Regions from separate parts of the Mus musculus genome. Here all the other regions are linked to region 1. The links are chromatin contacts, called in public HiChIP or PLAC-seq and promoter capture Hi-C maps. All regions are on one chromosome and are shown on one strand. The core of a region is the stretch at or near the end of the contact, and the rest is flanking DNA. Distances in the headings are between cores, read along the strand shown. Region 1 holds the start of Cwh43 (cell wall biogenesis 43 C-terminal homolog). Region 2 has its middle 46 kb from the start of Lrrc66. Region 3 overlaps Fryl (FRY like transcription coactivator).

Region 1 (4,438 bases), core at 807-3,306:
GGAAAAGCGTTTAAGAGAGAATGTGAGTCTGGCGGAGTTCCTGACTATACAGCCTGACACTCCACTCAGCTCTGAATGTCCTGCCTCTGGCACCAACTGGGTTGTTTTAAGGATTTAGTTCCTGGGGCTGGAGAGATGGTTCAGTGGGTAAGAGCACTGACTGTTCATCCAAAGGTCCTGAGTTCAAATCCCAGCAACCACATGGTATGAGAGAGAGAGAGAGAGAGAGAGAGAGAGAGAGAGAGAGAGAGAGACTGATTTAGTTCCCTCCCCAGCAGGCAGGGTGGAGGACAGAGAGACTTAGTTCCCTCCCCAGCAGGCAGGATGGAGGACAGACAGGCTGTTGTGAGTCTGTCACCACCTCATCTCCCATAATTATGTAGTCAGAAAACCGTGTCTATACCTGTTGATGGTCCCTTTAATAAGATAGCATAGGCTGTACCATCAGAGAAGGAAACCCGCTTCCTGTCAGGATTCTGATTGATAAAATACTCTCACCTAATTTGTCCCATACATATGTCTGACATACATATGTCATAAAACTAAAGAAGCAGTGTTCCCTCCACCCTACCCCAACTTACAGCCTCGAGCCCTTTAGTTAAGCAACAGACTTTACTTGTGAGTAGACCATCATAAAACTCCCTCACTGGGCAGGGCTGGGGAGTGAAACAGGGCACAGGCTGTGTGATCTTAGACAATAATGATAATTAAGGCAGCGGCGTTTGCCCTGTGCCAGGCTGAGCTGGGTTTTAACCAGATAACTTTATTCCTCATATAATCCACATCCTAGGAGGTAAATGTATACACCTTATTCCCTCCCCCCCCCCCCCAAAGCTGAAACAGTTGGGGCAAACCAACAATGCAAACCTCTGAGAACCGGAAAGTTCAGTGATTGCCTGGCTTGCCCCAGGACTAAATATCACAGGGAGCTTAGACCTCAGCGGTGCACTTAACTTTCTCCCAAGTCCCTTTGCAGGCCACCTCACAGTTCTCAGAATGAGATCAAGCCTCCTGGAGGAACGCAGAGTGACTCACTTCACACCTCCCAGTTTACTAGGCACCGATGGAAGGCAGGAAAAAAAAATGAGAGTTTCAATCCCTCCTGAGACAAGACTGCCCATAGAAACTCTCGTTCTCAGGAGAGCGCCCTCCACAGGCCCAAAAGATGCTTGCTTCCAAATGAACTGCAGGACTAAGCCATTTCCCAAGTTTACCTTTTAAAGTACATTAAACTCAAAGTTTAAGTATACATCTCCCATAGAACCAGAATACTAAATCCTTGCTACTTTGTGCTAAATGAGCCCAGGAGACTAGAAGCAGGCACGTTTTTTGGCAAAAACACTAATATACTCGCAGCTACCAAGCAAGATCGCTCAAACAGGGAGGCAGAGCCAAAGACAGTTGCCCTGGGCGCTCACCTACAGGTGACCTTTCCTTGGGAAAGCTAAGTCCATACTAAACTGTATTGAGGTAGACTTGAAGGTCACGGTCCAGGGCTGCACGAGATCAACGCAGACACAGGGAGAATTCTCCATGCAACCCCAGGGCGGCGCGGGAGCTGCCGAACCCGGGCCAGGGAACCTCTATCTGGTCTGGTCTCCTTCGCTTCCATCCAGGGTGGAAGATAAGATAAGCATCTCCATTCCCGGAGCCCGGCCTCTTCTCCCGGCTCTGTCACCCCGGCGGGGAACAAGCCCAGCCAGTTTGCGCCAGGACAGCCTCGACTTACCCAGCAAGGTCTCCAGGGCAATTGCTCTCCACAGGCCTGGCATGACTGCGACCACCCGGAAAGCCGAGAGGACCGTTCCCTCGCCCCGCGTGCGCCCCGCGCTTCCTGCGGGGTCCGCCCGGTCTGCCTGCTCGGTGTCCCCGAGTAGCTCGCGGGTCTGAGGCGGCAGCAGGAGTCCTGGCAGGGTGCGGCACCTCCTCCCTGGCACACCTGCGCGCCGCCCCGCCCGACGCCACCCATGCCTTCAGCGCTGCTGGGGACATGCCACCCTAGTGCAGCCTGCGTTCTCCAAACCTGCCACCCAGCCCGAATGAAGTCTGCAGGCTCCCATCCCACCCTCTACCCGCTAAGAGAGAACACATGGAAGATGGAGCCACCCCTTCCCCGCCCCCGGAGGAAGGGAACAACCCAAACAGGCGATGCCATCATTTAATTTAAGTCCACGCAGAGAGGTTTGTAGAGTGCTTGCCTCAAATGCACCCGACTTTGGGTTCATCCTCTGTGCTGCATAGACATGCTGTGGTGGTGCATACTTAAATCCCCAGCATTTAGGAACTGGAGACCAGAGAATCGGGGTGAGCAGGTTGGATTCCCAGATGCTGGGGCTTGAGTCTGAGAAGAGAGCTGGAGACTCGCTCTGAAGCAGGGAGTAATGGGAGCCTCCATCTTCAGTCCAAGGTGACTTCACACCTACCCCTTACCTTTTTTTTTTTTTTTTTTTTTTTTGCTTTGGTAGTAAACACAACTCAGGAACTGTCAGTGTCATCTCAAAAACCAACAGAAGTGGGGGAGCTTGTAAATATCAGAGTGGAGAAAAACCGTGGTGGCGCACGCCTTTAATCCCAGCACTCGGGAGGCAGAGGCAGGCAGATTTCTGAGTTCGAGGCCAGCCTGGTCTACAAAGTGAGGTCCAGGACAGCCAGGGCTATACAGAGAAACCCTGTCTCAAAAACCAAAAAACAAAACAAAACAAAACAAAAAACCAAAAAAAAAAAAAAAACCAAAGTAAATATCAGAGTGAACTATGGTGGGGGTGCCTAAATTTTAAGAAATAGCTCAAAATGCTCGTGGTTACAAATCCACAGCAGCCTTGAACTAAGAGTTCCTGGTCGCTTTTTGAGCACAGAGACAGATGGATACTTTTACAGAATAAAACAGACCCTCTAGAACCCTATCACCTGACATCAAGTGATTTTTTTTTTTTAAATAACCTTAACAAGACAGTTACACAGGACAAGGAAAACTTTTCCCAGCAAATGACCACAGGAAAAATTAACTACCCAAGTGGGAAAGGATCAAGTCGAAGCCCTACTCCACACAAGTTCGAGCACCAACTCAAAGAGGCTCTGTAGTTGTTTGAATGAAAACGTTCCCCCCAATCACAGATATTTGAATACTTGGTCACCAGTGGGTGGCGCTGTTTTGGGAGATGGTACAGCCTTCCTGGGGGGAAGAGCATCACTGGGGGTGGGCATCTCCAGACATGCAGATTGCTCTCTCTGCTTCATGATTTCTGTTGAAGATGTGCTCTCTGCGGTTTTCACTCTGGCTTCCCCGCCACAAGTCCTCCTTTGATGGGCTCTCACTCTGGAACTGCAAACCCAAATAAACTCTTCCTTGACTGTTTCCGTGATGTTCTATCACAGCAACAGAAGCACAAACTAATACAAAGATCAGAAGACTACATCAAGCCGTGGATGCTTTTAAAGAAAAAAATATCGAAAGAAAGAGAATAGATCTTCGTGGTTTTAACTCTTGGCAATAGATTCTCAGTCCAGCATCAAAAGCGTAAGAGACAAGAGAGAAATGATACATAAACGGATGTCCTCTGAGATTAAAAGCTTTCAGCCAGGTGCAGCAGCGTGCCCCTATGGTGGGGGGAGGAGGTAGCTAGGGAGGCTGAAGGGAAGATCATTAGCCCAGGAGGTCTGAGCCTGCCTTTGCAACAAAGCAAACCTTCATCTCAAAAATAAACAAAAATGAACCAAGAAAAAAAATGGAAATATTTTTGCTTCAAAAGACTGAAAAGAGGGCTGGTGAGAGTGCTCAGTAGATAAAGGTTCTTGCCACTAGGTTTGACGGCCTGAGGCCATCTTTGGGATCCACATCATTGAAAAGGAAACTGACTCTTAACAAGATGCTCTCTGACTTCCACACTCTTGATGAGATGTTGGTGCTTTCTCAATATCTCTCCCCCCCCCTCTCCCTCTCTCCCCCCTCTCTTTCTCTCTCTCCTTTCTCTCCCTCTCTCTCCCTCTCTCCCCCTCTCTCTCCCTCTCTCCTCTCTCTCCCCTCACTCTCCCCTCTCTCTCCCTCTCTTCTCTCTCCCCCCTCTCTCTCTCCCTCTCTCTCTCTCACACACACACCACATAAAAAATATAATAAAATATCTTTGAAGAGAGTGAAAGGAGAGCTGAGCGTAGTCGGGGTCCATCTCCACTTACTGAGATGTTTGCCCTGCTTCCTCCTTCTGACTTACTGAAAGCTATCTGTAAGTTTTCCTACTGTTTTGCATAGATAGACTCATACAATGAGCACATGGCCTTCCACCTCTGGCCATGGGCAGGAGTCCTTGGGCAGTGTAGTGAAAATAGGATGTAGTTTTAGAAAAGGTGTTGGTGGTATTGGTTGCTCTTTTAGACTAGAGAGCAGACAGGGATGCTTGAGTGATCTTTTTTGCCCTTCCATTGACTTCTCATGATCCTACTC
Region 2 (4,141 bases), core at 1,235-3,734, 180 kb before region 1:
ATTTAAAAAAATGAATTTATGAAATTCCTAGGCAAATGGATGGACCTGGAGGGTATCATCCTGAGTGAAGTAACCCAATCACAAAGGAACTCGAACAATATGTACTCACTGATAAGTGGATAATAGCCCAGAAACTTAGGATACCCAAGATATAAGATACAACTTGCCAAACGCATGAAATTCAAGAAGAACGAAGACCAAAGTGTGGACACTTTACCCTTTCTTAGAAATGGGAACAAAACACCCATAGAAGGAGTTACAGAGACAAAATTTGGAGCTGTGACGAAAGGATGGACCATCTAGTGACTGCCATATGCAGGGATCCATCCCATAATCAGCTTCCAAATGCTAACACCATTGCATACACTAGCAAGATTTCGCTGAAAGGACCCAGTTATAGCTCTCTATTGTGAGACTATGCCGGGGCCTAGCAAACACAGAAGTGGATGATCACAGTCAGCTATTGGATGGGTCACACGGCCCCTAATGGAGGAGCTAGAGAAATTACCCAAGGAGCTATAGGGAACTGCAACCCTATAGGTGGAACAACAATATGAACTAACCAGTACCCGGGAGCTCTTGTCTTTAGCTGCATATGTATCAAAAGATGGCCTAGTCGGCCATCACTGCAAAGAGAGGCCCATTGGACTTGCAAACTTTATATGCCCCAGTACAGGGGAACGCCAGGGCCAAAAAGGGGGAGTGGGTGGGTAGGGGATTGGGGGGGTGGGTATGGGGGACCTTTGGGATAGCATTGAAAATGTAAATGAGGAAAATACCTAATAAAAAAAATAAAAATTTAAAAAATAAATAAATAAATAAACCCAAGTGTAAATATTGCTGTCATTTTTTATATCTCAGTAATGAATTTTCTACCTATGTGCACCTATTAAGAAAACCTAGAGTTACACCTTCACTAACTGTGAATGCATTGTGATAAAATACTACTTATATTCTGAGATCTGAAACTCTTGCTGGACTGCACTGCCAGAGTTAATAATACACCTTGAAGTCACTTAAGATTGCTCTTCTACTGTGTAATCGGCCTGTTTGTTTGATCTTCCTTGAAGAGAACGAAGGAACAATCAGTATTTCTTGCCCTGAATTCCCCATGTTATCGACTTTTACAACCTAAGCTAATGCCTAGCTGCAATCTTATATCATGTGTGATTCTTTGCCTCTGAACCAAAAGTAATGCATGTGTGTTTGAATCAGTGTTATGATCACCATTTGCTAAAAACAGCAAATATAGGTTGAAAACAATCTTGTAAAATAAATACCCACCGTAAATGCTGAGTGCAACATTCGGGCATTTCCTGATAAGCAGTTATGTCTGTGTATTGTTTGTTGCTTACTACGTCAATTGGAGTCAGTAACTGAATCCCTTTTGTTTTTTTTGTTTTGTTTTTAAATCTTTTAAATATTTCTGGAAATTATTCTGCATCCTTTCCTTATGCACAGCTTTCTGTACTCTCCAATAAAATAAAGAACAAAGGCCTTTGTTAGTGACAGACACACAGGGACAAAGCCTCTCAACAGCCTTTAGGCAGACACAGATTCAGACTAATAACCAACAGCCAGGGATGAGAGCAGACACAGGGAGAGCAAAACGAATATTCAAATCTCGGCTCCCCTTGACACTAAGCGGAAGCACTTTGATTTATTTCCTTAATGTGACACTAATGCATTATTGGTGACTCCATTTATTATAAATGTGTTCAAAGTGACCACAACTGACCACGTAATTTTTTTTTTAAGATATAACCAGTGTGTAGCTGGTGATGAAAGAAAGTCAGGTCTCCGGCACTGGAAAGCTAGCTAGGCACTCTGAGTGACATGCTCTGGAATGGAGACAGATTTTATATCTTTTTATTAACATTTTTCCCCCAGAACTTATTTTCTTCTCTTTAAATATATTTTTCTGCCTCTGAAAAAAAAAGTATTTATATTTTCTCTATTTTGTCATCTGTGCCTAAGACAGGGTCTTGCTACATAACCAGGATGGCTTTGATCTCACTATGTAGCACAAGCTTGCCTTGAATTGATGGCAATCCTTCTGCCTCAGCGTTCTGAGTTCTGGGGTTAAAAGCATAAACAGCCACTCCTGGTTCATAAATTTGCATATGATAAATGTCATATACACTCATTGGATACTGACAGAAGATGTTCATAACACTGAGAAAACTAGGTGAAGACATAAACTGTCAAATGTTTTCCATCCAAAACAATATTATTTCTAGATGTTTCCAGATTCTTTGGACACCTTATCAGTATGATAATTCCCTCAATATCAACTCAAGTCTGTTTATCACATTGCCTGGGTGCCCTCCTTCAGCAATTAAGAAGTCAAGTTCTGATACTAGTCAGTGGAAGGAGATGTGAGAATTATGCAGAATAAGAACACATTGCCTCTGCCTCTCTGTTTTCTGACTCTCCCATCTGTTCTTTCTCTCAGCTGATGGAGGACCTGAACTGACACCAGGGAGGCATAATTCTGGCTTGAAGCAACTCCCAGTGGAACAGTGAGATCAGTCTGAATTAACCCGCCATTAACAAGAACCTGTTCTCAAGAGGAGGAAGCTGGATCACAGACTGTCACATTTTGTGCCCGGGTCACCTAGTTAGCTCTTGTTTCCAACCAGAATTCCCTTGGAATACCTGGTGTCAAACGAATCCACCCTTTATCCTCACAACCATTGCCCTTATTGTTTGCCTGCCTGCTGGCTTTCTGCTTGATAGAGAACCCCAGCACAGGACGATTTTAAAAAGACCCTTTACAGGATGTCACAGCATGCTGCAGACACTCCTTCCTGGAATAAGCAGCTATCTGTGGTGGCAGATGGTCCTGATTGCTCCCTCACTGTGACAGACAGCTAAGTCTTGCAGGTGGATTTCATCTACAGTTCCCAGCCTAAACCATCATGTTCCTGCCTTCTGAGCTGACCTTGCAGAGCTTACCCACTTCAAATGCCAAGGCTTCTGCCTGCTCCTCCCGCTCCCTCCCCATCACTCCCCTCCAGATCCAGGGAGCCCTGTGGCTCACTCCCTCCTGCTTCCTGCAAGGAGCCCCCACTAGTTTTCCCCTAGGTTTTCCTGGACACAAACTCTACCAGGCAGCCGCCGCCATGAAGGGAGCATCAATTGGCCCTCCCCCATCTTTTAATTTTAGCAGCTCAAAGTGTATTTGTTCTGAAATTGTTAGTGTCTTTAGCAATTGCAAGGCAGCTAGTAGCAGCCCTTTTTTCTCTAACACCAGTCTGTCTGCCTCTTCATCCACATTTCTGCTGGCCCAGCAGGCCTTGCTCCCTTCCCAAGGAAAGTCTAAACAGATCAGAAGATGCTGAGACAGAAAAATGTTCCATTAATTTCTTCCTGTTTCCTGAGGGAGACATTTAGCTAACAGTTCTGGCTATAGCTATAATTCCTCTTCTTTCTTTTCTTTTCTCTTCTTTTCTTTTCTTTCTTTTTTTTTTTTAAATTCATGCCACCAGATTCAGGAAATAAAGATACAGGCTTCCCAGTTAAGTTTGCATTTCAAATAAACAATGCTTTTTTAATATTTAAGCATGTGCCACAAACGTTATATCATATGTTGCTTATTTGAAATTCAAACAGCTTTGTGGTCTGTATTTCATCTGGCAACCCTATTTTAATATTCAAACAAACAAACTGGAAAAAGGACAACAAAACCCTTCCATGTGATGTGAGGAACATTTTCACAATTGCAGGAGGTAGAGGAAAAGCAAGAGCCATGAGCTTCCCTCCATGTAGCAAAGATGCAGCTGTCCATCTGTGTGTCAACTTGACACAGGCTGGAGCTATTGCAGAGAAAGGAGCCTCCCTTGAGGAAATGCCTCCATGAGATCCAACTGTAAGGCATTTTCTCAATTGGTGATCAAGGGTGAGAGGGTCCATTGTGGGTGGTGCCATCCCTGGGCTGGTAGCCCTGGGTTCTATAAGAAAGCAAGCTGAGCAAGCCAGGGGAAGCAATGCAGTAAGCAGCATTCCTCCATGGCCTCTGCATCAGATCCTGCTTCCTGACCTGCTTGAGTTCCAGTCCTGACTTCCTTTGGTGATGAACAGCAATGTGGAAATGTAAGCTGATTAAACCCTTTCCTCCCCAACTTGCTTCTTGGCCATG
Region 3 (4,774 bases), core at 1,553-4,052, 200 kb after region 1:
TCTCTCTCTCTCTCTCTCTCCCTCTCCCTCTCCCCCCCTCTCTCTCTCTCTCTCCCTCTCTCCCTCTCTCTCCCTCTCTTTCTCTCTCTCTGTCACAGAGTCTAGGATCCTAGTCTGGCCAATCACTCACAAGGGCGGGCCTTCCTTCTTTAGTAATCACCCTTATAAGGATAATTCCCTACAGGCTTGCTGACTCTGGATCTCATCAGGTTGGCTACTGAGGTTACATCACGCGTTCGTGTATTATCTTTAGAAATAGGTCAAAATAAAATATAAAGGTGAAAAGTCACAAGACCCCTGCAGCCACACGGGCCATCATGGGAAGAAGAGGTGCGTGCCGTACGCAGACAGTCGTGGCATTTGCAGAGCGATGGCGCCTGCTCATTCACTTGTGACGTTATCTTAGTTCCATCTCAGGACCAAACCCATTCCTTGTATCTTTACGTCTGTGGTCTTCAGAAAGTTCTCCCTATTCTGGTCCGATAGAAAAACAAACGTTCCACCCTGTTTTACCCACTAAGGGGCTTCAAAAGCGAACTTAGAGATGGCAGATCACTTACTCGCGGGTGCTGTAGCTCACTGGTAGAGGGCATGTGTGGTGTGCTCTGCGTTCGACCCCAGCCTGACATAGACAGGGCCTAGTAGTGCACCTCCGTAATTAATCCCAGCGGAGACGGGAAGATCAGAAGTTCCAAACCAGGCTGCCCAACTTGAGGCTCTGTTTTTAAAAAAATAATAACAAACCAAAAACATAACAACAAAAGCCTGTTCTCTGGTGCTTCCTCTCTCAGCAGCTTCACTGAGGACGAGTGATGTTTTGCCTGGGAACCAGGCGTCCCAGTATCTTAGGTTCCCGGTGCTCCCTTCTTGGGCTCAGCCAAGCAACCATAGTGTTTTCCTTCCTTCCCAGCATCTCCTCAGCCTAGTCTTCCATCTTGACATATCTGTCCACCCCCTCTCCCCTTGTTGCTTAGAGGCTCACTCCTAACCGTTATTCCCCTAATCCGCTTACAATCCCCGTCAGTCAGATTGATTTATTTTTGACCTACATAACCCTGTTTTCCTTTGTTGCTACCGCCAACTCTAAGATTTTACCACAGTCTCAGCAGCCATGGGTTGATGTGGAGTCAGAAGAACTGCGTATTTCTCATTTCAGAACTGGTAAGAATTCTGGTGAGTCTCGTGGGGTTAGGAGGGGGTGCGTCCAGGGGAGTCTCTTTAAGAGGAGACAAATCTCAGGTGTAGTGCCGCAGGCACCTTGAGTAGAACCTTCCAGAAGTGACCTTATTCCACCGAAAAGCCTTACTTGCCTTTTGAAGCCATCTTTACATACACTTCAGCACACATTAAATAACGCCTGTCTCTCCACACAGCTTTGACAAAAGTGTGTGTGTATGGCAGGCAGTATCCGCGTTCTGGGGAAGCCAGAACACTAGGTGTTCAGTTTTCACGTGGCAGAGAGTGACCAATAAAGCCATAAGGACGGAGCGTATTGGCATGAACCTGTGCTTTTCCCGGCCCTAGGACGGCATCGGAAGGATCACCCTCCCGACTGATTTCTAGATTAACAGTGATCCTTTGCGTATTAGTAAGGCAGGTTTACTCGGCCCTCAAGCGGGATTTTGTTTGTATATCAGGGCCAGTCAGCAATGTTTCTTCTGTGACAAGATGGGACGGTTGCTCGTTAGTGATAGCCTGCAAAATGACTTTATTTTTTGTTTAAAAAGAAAAAACCCTTCTCGGTTTCTGCTCATTCACACCTTAGTCCTCTCCTTGTCTCCTTTCCCCCTCTTTCTTCTTCTGAATGAGTCTGCTGCTTTGACTGCATTGTCGTGTCTTAGTATTCCCTAACCGGGCCACTGATGACAGCTGTGTCTGATGAGGCCATTTTTCTGGACTCATAATGGAAATTTTTTTTGTTGAGGGGTGACGTTTGCTGATTTTCTTTTACGTAAGAGTTTTCAGATATTAACCTTTTCGTTGCTTTGGCCTACCTATTGAATTAAAGAACTGCTTTTTGTCTGTTAGTCTTTCTGGATGTAATGAAGGGGATGTGTGGTTATGAAAATTTTGGTTCCTTACCAGATGGGTTTATTTTTGGGATCTGAGATGTAGGAAAGCAGAAACCTTTTAAACCCTTTAAAAAAGCAAAAGGACATATTACAGTGTTTTAAACATTCTGACGTTAGCAGTAGTATCTTGCTTATATTAAGGTCAAACATTATAATGGAAGTTTTATAATGAACTTTGCTTAAGATGAAATTAGGATTTTTGAGACTTAGCTTCTGGGAATAGGATTTTAGAGTTTTCAAAAATGATTTTGAAACATTAGGTGTCCATAGGTAAGAAACAAATTCCCATGTGCTGCTGATCCCCACTAATATTGCTTATGGTTTAGAGTGATAAAGGAAGTTTTTCTTTAGAAAATGGCAAGTCTACAAAGCTGACAAATGCTGTGTAGCTCCTGGTTCGATGGGTTTGTAAAGGCTTCACGAGTAAGATCAACGAGATTGCACTCCAGGTAGGGCTTGTGTAACTGGCAGCCATGCCGAAGAAACCTGCCAAGGTGGGAGACATGAGTCAGGTCCTCCCTTGGCCCTCTCCAAGTCTCCTCTCTGCCCCCCATTTATAGAGCCACACCCGAATTAGTTTTTAGTACAATCACAGTGTGACTTCAGAAGCACGGCCTATTAAAAAGATGGCTTTTGTTTCTTGTTTTCCCAACAACCTCATTTACACATTGTAGAATGTTCTCCCACAGCGAGGTCTAGAAGGATGGTCTGAGAACCGGGTGAGTCATACACTCCAGGGCACACTCTGCAGGGAGACCCCAGTTCTAGTTTCACATTTGCCTGCCCTCCGTGTAGGGTGTGGCTTGATGGTCGGATGGGCTGCTCCCATGCTCTCCTCTGCTCCTGGCGCCCAGTTTCCAGAAGGCCTCAACAGCATTGCTTTACGGCTCACATTTCTCCAATACATCTTCCAGTTAATATTTAATTTTGCCTACTGATTCCAGGGTATGTCAAAATCCTCAGTGAGAAGAGCAACGTAAGCCCAGAAGTGAAGCTGGTCCAGAGACCACACTCGAGGCGTTTATTCAGATGACTGAATTTTAGGACACTGAGCCAAGGACCAAATAGTGTCTCAACACTGAGCGTGGAGTAAGGCAGAGGGGTCCACAGAAGATGACTCGAGTGGACAGGTTTTCATATAAGCCACAGCGACGACAGCTGATCCCTCCAGGGCTAGCCAGGCCCACCCTCCAAGGTGGACGCAGCCGACGTGTGGACAGTCACGGTGTTGAGGCTGTTAGTGGCCTTCTTCAGAAAGCATGTGCTGTAGACTGGAGCTCACATTTAAGAATCATGGCTGAAATGCCACGGCCGCTTCCCTTCATGACAACGTTGGTCCACCAGACTTGAATAATTAGATCTCAACAACAAGGATTGGATTTAGTCTGTGAAATATAAAGTCATCTCTGACTCGCCGGTCACAGCATGGGTTCTTTTAGTTTCTTTGGTTTTGAGAGTTCTGATCACACGAGAACGTATTGGGGTCACAGAATGTGATGTAAATCCACCCAGCAGCGTATTCTGTTAAGAGAGCCAGACGTTCAGTATTTCAGGGTCATTCACCAGTGTTCTTTCTCTCAGTTCCCCTGTCTGTAAAGTTGAACATGTGCAAAGGTTGTGGTTAGCTGGATTAAAATGAAGGCGTGCGTGTGGAGCGCCAGCCGCAGCTCGTCCCGCCTAGTGGGCTGTCGGTGACAGGTGCTGGTTTTCTTGTTGTGCTCTTAATTAGCTTGAATTTCTAGGGTGTCATTTCTTAGGGTGCAGTGAACCAACTCTGAATTCTCCACTCCTGTATTTGTAGCTTTCTTAGACCAAAGTTAGCCACCGTGAAGGGCGGAGTCGGAGGGGTGTTGCTGACTTCCATTCAGGGGTGGGGTGGGGGTTCTCCCAGTTACGGGTTGTGCTCTGTAAGAGGAGAATTCAGTTTTGTGGCATGTTTTTTTTTTTTTTTTTTTTTTTTCTCTATATGGTCAAATGTAGTGACCAAATCAACTCGGAATGTTTTGTTACTAACTTTGAAATTCGTTATTTTCTGTGTAGGGGATGTTGATCTGAATAAATTACTGATTATCTTTTACAAATTTCTAGGGAGGAACCGCTAATCTGTACTCAGCACAATCCTTTCTTTCATAAACGTGGGGAGGAGGCAGCAGCACACAGCCACTTCAGAGGGCAGAGCCAACAGTCGTTATGTAACCTGGGTACATGATAGCCTCTGGCTCTAGGTCCAGGCACCCTGGGGGGCTGTGCTGGGGAGACTTACAGTGAGGTGGTACTGTTTATTGAGCTTGACTATGTAACTTAAAAGGCCTTTAAAGAATCAGCCTCTTGGAGTGGGAGATGAATGTGGGAGGAGTTAAGGGAAGGACTGGGAAGCGAATACGGTCAAAATTAATTGTATGCATCTGTGAACTCTTCAAGGACTTGAAGAATTAGTCTCATCCTCAGCTCTGCACACAGAAGCAAGAAGCATTTGGAGCTCTAAGTTGTTTCCGAAGTTAGTCTCTGTGTGGAGAAGGCTGTCTCCTCTCAAAGACTTCTGCCAGAGCGCCTAAAACACATGCCTATCGATCTTTTGTCCGTAGACCCCTTGAAGGTGGCTCCTGCCGCTAACTGGCACTCATTGTATAGATTCTGGGAGCTCTGTTGGAGAGACACACTGCTCCTGGCTGGTGGGAAGGCCACAGCAGTAGGCAGTTTAG

The links. Promoter capture Hi-C pulls out the DNA fragments that hold promoters and counts their contacts. HiChIP or PLAC-seq counts read pairs in DNA pulled down with a chosen protein or histone mark.
Region 2: a promoter capture Hi-C map of hippocampal neurons shows a contact between it and region 1, with 2.2 times the contacts expected there. The contact joins the enhancer-like site here to the promoter of Cwh43 in region 1. A contact is called at or near these places in 4 of 39 promoter capture datasets (hippocampal neurons, liver and stem cell-derived epiblast-like cells), 2 of 115 datasets of contacts at active chromatin or transcription factors (embryonic stem cells and pancreatic cancer cells) and 3 of 9 other capture datasets (adipose tissue, liver and pancreatic islet).
Region 3: an H3K27ac HiChIP or PLAC-seq map of embryonic stem cells shows a contact between it and region 1, with 6 read pairs. The contact joins the enhancer-like site here to the promoter of Cwh43 in region 1. A contact is called at or near these places in 4 of 39 promoter capture datasets (embryonic stem cells, liver and stem cell-derived epiblast-like cells), 1 of 115 datasets of contacts at active chromatin or transcription factors (embryonic stem cells) and 1 of 9 other capture datasets (adipose tissue).

Annotation. Positions count from the first base shown.
Region 1 is chr5:73,403,696-73,408,133 of GRCm38.p6, reverse strand. It overlaps Cwh43 (cell wall biogenesis 43 C-terminal homolog), which reads right to left and starts at 2,056. Exons shown (of 16, transcript NM_181323.2): 1 at 1,730-2,056. The coding sequence starts at 1,772.
Region 2 is chr5:73,584,249-73,588,389 of GRCm38.p6, reverse strand. No RefSeq gene overlaps it. Among named protein-coding and RNA genes, the nearest start is that of Lrrc66, 46 kb to the left of the region's middle. Within about 2 kb of position 2,484, at least 27 of the 459 cell types and tissues checked have an H3K27ac peak or open chromatin away from gene starts, as enhancers often do. A contact at or near this core is called in hippocampal neurons, where this site is marked.
Region 3 is chr5:73,208,894-73,213,667 of GRCm38.p6, reverse strand. All of the region lies in intron 2 of Fryl (FRY like transcription coactivator), which reads left to right. Among named protein-coding and RNA genes, the nearest start is that of Fryl, 45 kb to the left of the region's middle. Within about 2 kb of position 2,802, at least 72 of the 459 cell types and tissues checked have an H3K27ac peak or open chromatin away from gene starts, as enhancers often do. A contact at or near this core is called in adipose tissue and embryonic stem cells, where this site is marked.